Regions from separate parts of the Gasterosteus aculeatus genome. Here region 1 is linked to region 2. The links are chromatin contacts, called in public Hi-C maps. All regions are on one chromosome and are shown on one strand. The core of a region is the stretch at or near the end of the contact, and the rest is flanking DNA. Distances in the headings are between cores, read along the strand shown.

What was found. Hi-C and Micro-C count contacts between places; a contact is called where the count stands out from the background.
Region 1: a Hi-C map of skeletal muscle shows a contact between it and region 2, with 2.8 times the contacts expected there. The contact joins the enhancer-like site here to the promoter of stxbp6 in region 2. A contact is called at or near these places in 5 of 6 Hi-C or Micro-C datasets (liver, skeletal muscle, tail fin and 1 more).

Annotation. Positions count from the first base shown.
Region 1 is chr15:10,222,664-10,225,470 of fGasAcu3.hap1.1, forward strand. It overlaps stxbp6 (syntaxin binding protein 6 (amisyn)), which reads left to right. Exons shown (of 6, transcript XM_040199906.2): 3 at 774-904; 4 at 1,054-1,219. Among protein-coding and RNA genes, the nearest start is that of stxbp6, 34 kb to the left of the region's middle. Within about 2 kb of position 1,353, at least 2 of the 9 cell types and tissues checked have open chromatin away from gene starts, as enhancers often do. A contact at or near this core is called in liver, where this site is marked.
Region 2 is chr15:10,188,988-10,191,732 of fGasAcu3.hap1.1, forward strand. stxbp6 (syntaxin binding protein 6 (amisyn)) reads left to right here and starts at 1,454. Exons shown (of 6, transcript XM_040199906.2): 1 at 1,454-1,825.

The sequences.
Region 1 (2,807 bases), core at 103-2,602, 34 kb after region 2:
TTGTAAAAAGATAATAAAAAGGGGGTCGGTATCCAGCCACACACCCATCCAGCACACAGTAGAACTATGTGCTTCAATGATCTGTAAACATGGACATCTCTGTATGTTAAGAGTCAAACACTGATGTCAATGGGAATAAAACGGAAAGTACTGCAGTGTTGAGATTAGTGCGGCAAGGGACACAATTATCTCATTAAAGGTAGAAAGGTCCCAGGCGCCTCTGTTAGTTATTAAAACATGTTTAGCCTGTATCATTAAGTCCATTTGTCTCCTGTGACTTGTTCATACGTCCATTCTTGGTCGCAGTGCAGCATGTTAGTGACTCAGCAGTAGAAGAGGAGACAGGTTGTGTCCTGCAGAGTGTAAACACACTCAGCAAGTTGTGCTTTGGCTGTAACAATAGAAGAGAAACTCTTCATGTAATATTTTGTATGAATGATTATTCCGCGCAATTTGACGGGGTAAATGTTAGAGCCAGATCCATGTTTAGAGAGTCTGTTAAGGGTTAGGCTTCGTAGGAAATGTTACCATTGTCTTTGTTGCTATTGGCTTCAAAAGGGAAACGTCTACTCTCAAAGCCTGCCTTTGTTTCTGCCGCCCACAGAAGGTCTTCGCACTTTTGCTTGACTTGAATGTTCCTCCTCATGTGACCTGAACTGTCCATTAACCTTAATCAAGACTTGTCCAACTACACAATAGACATCAAGGCTGCACATTACACAACGTTTCAGTTAAATCTTATCTGGTGTGTTTTATTGTTCTTGTTCCAACAGTGACAAACAAGAAACCCTCTCATGTATCCATCACCAAGGTGAAGCAGTTCCAAGGATCTTCTGCCTTTGTGAAACGGTCACAGTGGACAATCGACGAGCTAAGACAGGTCAACGGCATTAACCCGAACAAAGTATGTAATTCCCCGACCCCCTACAACCATTTCTTTTATCCAACTATTTAAAACCCCGTTGCCACTACCTTCCTTGTTAGTTTAGATGTTTCTCTTTCCTGAGCTCACATATTCACTTCGCTCACGTCTCTCTCTATCGCTGTTTCAAGGACTGCCCAGAGTTTGACCTAATGTTCGAGAATGCCTTTGACCAGTGGGTTGCTGGTTCGGCGGGAGAGAAATGCATCTTCATTCAGATTCTCCACCACACCTGCCAGCGCTACAGCGCAGCGAGGAAGCCGGAGTTTGTCAACTGCCAGTCCAAACTGCTGGGGGGTAAGACGGTCCAAATGGACACCGCTAACTGTCCTGGTTAATGCTGATGCTGCTCGGCAAACACCACGCGGCCGCTGCCATACTGTGCCGTAAGCCAGTTTGAATCTGATTATGCATGGTGACAACCAGCACCTGGTGTGTATGAAAATGCATGCTTAATCCTCGTACACAGCATCTGTTGGGTGCTTTGCCGAAGTGAGGTCGATGGAGACGGCCAACAAAATGAGTCGGCTGTGACTCAAAGCAGCTGGCGCACTTCAACTGGTTTAAAGCACGCAGAAGGTCGATACGACCACTAAATTATAATGTTCCTTTCATTTATTTGATGTTGATTTAATTGTGTGGCTTAAGCGTGAGACTCTTATTTTCAATTGGTTTATCACCCTTCAAAATAACATACGACACTAAAAGCCGTAACACTAACTTTCCTCTTTGAAGTCAGTATTCAAGTGAAGCCCAGCTCATATGTGAACACACGCTGATCGGTCTGCCTCACATATATGTGAATCGATTACAAAACACATATTCCTGTAGTTAAAATGGTTTGCTTGTAATTGGTGAAGTTTCCCTTTGAGAACTTTCATTCACGAAGCAAAGAAAGTACTTTTCAATACTTTTAACTCTGATCCTCTGCACCTTTCTGGCTCAATGTGTGTGAGAACCCACCATCTGCTCATTGATGACACAGCTGTCGATCTCTCTAACGTGTTGCCCCGACCTCCCTCCTACTCTGAATACTGTATCTCTGTTTAACACGCTTAAACCAAACCCTGGTGCGTATTATAGTCTCAGTATGTGTAGGTGGAAAGAGTCCCTGACAGCACTGAAGAGGACAGGGGTCTTTAGAGGAGGAGACAATCGACCACACACCTCCAGTACATCTAGTTACAGATGAAGCATTGGTCTCGTGGATGATTAGGATTCACATACCGCTGCCTGTGATAAAAGGGCTCGCACAAAAACAACCCGTCCTGTCTTGGAATACACTTTTTTTTGGAGAGACATCCGCAAACCGCTTTTGATCAAGATGTAATGACGCCATGCTGCCAGTCCAACTAGCTAATGATGCGGCCGTGACCTTCTGGCTCAGGGTTAGAGGATGTCGTCTATGACGCACATTGAGACTGGAGCAACAGAAAAAAAGATGCCAACTCTGTCCACCGCAGTTTAAGTCTCACACCAGTGCAAAACAAAGATCATGACGCTGCTCAGGTGTGGGACCATGACTGTGGGAGACTCCGGCTGCAGGATCCTCTGGGATGGCATCATCCACAAATGTAGACTGAACTGATTCTAGAGTTTTAGACGTATTATTGCATACCTCCCACTTACCTGACTCTGAACAAATAAGTCTGATAGCAAACCGGATGCTTTTAAACTCTCAGCCTTCGACAAACATTTCAGCCAGTTGCTTATGTTTCATTCTTAAGAAGGTCAGCGGTCAGTTGATGGATGACTCATCAAACAGTTACTAGTTTCTCTGTTCTTTTCTTGCATGGCATTTACAACTGAACCTCTTAATGATTTAATAACCACAAAAAACGATAACCCCCCCTTTGGCTAATTTCAAAACCTGTTTTCAACATGA
Region 2 (2,745 bases), core at 204-2,703:
TCTCGAAATGAACTATTTCCACACGCCGCACCAGATGGTTGAGCAGCTTGATGTGGTGTGGAATTACAATGCTAGACGACTTTAATACAATCCAGGAGAAGAAGGAATTTGTGATATTGGCGTTATTTTGTTTTTCAACTGCATGGATGAGAGAATCATTTGTGGAGGCGGTAAACGGATTTTATTCATATGGGAAAATAACAGAATAGCGTCTGAAGGAAATGAATACGGTTGTCCTTATATTCTTAAAATGACACCTTTTCAAAGGACTTTGGTGTTGCAGCAGATTACCACAGACAAACAAACTAACTGCAGTGTATTGAAGGAAATCCGAAGCATTCGTTTTTGATCTCGAACTGCGGTTTGTGCGCCAGAAGTGGATTTGTTCATCCCTCCTCATCAAATTGACAGACATCTGCCCCGGTCGAACCGGTCCTCCGCTCATCGTAAACAGTGGCTCCACTGCTCATCTTTCCCCTTCTGCAGCACGTTGACAATCAAATGAAACAGAAGCACGTCACACTTGAAGCGTCTCAGATGAGGCAGCATTGCCCAAGTGTGTCCGAGTGCGTCCACGATGTAGACGGAGCTTTCGAAGGCAGTCGAATCAAGGGAGGAACTACAGAAGGGAGACTGGAATGACTTGAACTCAGCCGAGCAAAACAGAGACAGACATATGCAGTTCCACTGCCTCTGTGTGTGTGTGTGTGTGTGTGTGAATTCCCAAGGAATACGTCTCTGTTGTCGTGGCTTTGGAAACAAATAATGGTGGTAAACTAGAGGTTGAGCACAGGTTCCTGTAGTGGGCGGCCGTAAAACAGGTAAAAGAAGTTAAGCAGCTTTTTCTGGGGAAATACCCTGATACTTTTCTCATTGACGATCATAATCTCGGGAGCCGTTATGCGCTACATGCAGCGTCACGTTTAAAGTGTTTCAGTTACAGGGTGAAAAAACTAAAAGACATTACCTCCATAATGCTGTTACAGTGGATAAGGACTTTGAGTGACTATTGTGGGGCCATAACCTCGTCATAGTCCTCTGTGCGAACAAGTCATTCAAAAAGTGAAGAGCTAATCATTTTTATATAGTGAGCATTGAAATGAATTATTCAGTTGGCCACACTGTGGGAAGCTGTTTAAAAAAAATACTCATTACATAACATCCCCATAAGGATTCCTCAGTGCAATTGTCATGGACACGTTTATTGCGTTATTGGGTTTTTAGGGTCGCAAACACAGATACTAGATTTGTTTAATTCATAAACTGCACTGTAACTTTTATTTTTAAGCTTGTTTGTTAAGTTTATACATATGTTTCGATAATAAACACCAAAAACAATATTACTCATCAGTATCTACCAAGTCACATTCTAATCATCTGCCTATTATTAAGCTGCGGAGTTGGAATGTAACTTTTCGGGATTGTATCTTTGAGTAAATCCACTGGATTAACTAGTTGAGTCTTGGGTTTGTGGATGGAAAAACCTGCGCTACTAGTTGTAAACTGTCACGCGGACGCGCGCTGCGTGCTGCTCTGACACCGTGCGCGAGGACGCAGTTCGTGCGTCTGGGAACCCGGCTACTGGTTTGGTTTCATGTGCGCACGCACGGTCGCACAACCCACCCACACACACGCGCGGACACACGCAGCCGCAGTCAGACAGCCCCTCCGCAGACACGTCGGCGGGGAAAACAAACTCTCTCTCCGCTCCCAGAGCGACGAACGGCCGCCGTGGAAGTGAAGTGGACGCGATGTTACACGCGAGTGGCTCCCGTTCAGCGTGACGAGGCAAGCGGGGAGAGGCGTCTCAAAGCGGGACACGTCGGTAAGTCCACGCGAGCTCCGACGTCTGCTTTCAATCCGGTTTGACACAATACGTGTAGTTTGTTTCTATTATTTTGTCTCCACTGCTCAACGACGTTTGCACCGCGTCGCCTTGCCAGTTGCGACAAGTGTGCGTGCGCGGTGACTGTTGGCGCGCACGTGCTCGTGTTGCGCCAGGCTGAAGTTGCTGTTTTTATTTTCTCCAATTAGTCGCGCGGGGTTTTGTTTAGTCGCGTTGCTCCTGTTGAGCGTTGCGGGGGCCTTTGGAGAGCTTGGCGATGACGCGTCGTTGACTCGGAGCTTTTGGAGAATTCGAGTCAATTTCCATTAATTGTCCTGTTTATGTGTCTTTGTTCAGAAACCAGTTTCACTCACTACTTCGGGTCATTCACAAATAGTCCAGTGAAATTCGGTGTCGGGTGGAGTCTACCTCGAATAGGATGATTATGGGCTGTGGGCTTCTGTCTGTTCCTTTTTTCACAAGGCCACAATTGTGGTCACCTAAATGATCATAAAGTCTCCACATGGTGACGTTATGGTCTCATAATAATGGCAGTTTGTGATGAAACGCTTGTTGCAGACCAAAATAATCCTGGAGGGGAAAAGTGAATCAATATATTTAATCAACATTAAAAGTTAATTTAAACTATTTCAAACACCCAGTTTGAACTGTAATCTATTTGTTTACAGTTAAACCCATTACATTTCCAAAATACCTTCTCATTGGAAACATCTAGATCTGGATGAAAGCAGAAATGACCAAAGGATAAAACATTTGGGCATCACCAAAATAGAAGAAGCGAGCCTTGAATCTTCATCATGACCATTTCATTCTGAATGAATGTTTACCCAACATGCTTGGTGTTGTTTTTCCCTGAAATGGTTGGTCTTGTGCTTTGTGTAATCAAAAGATAGAAGTAA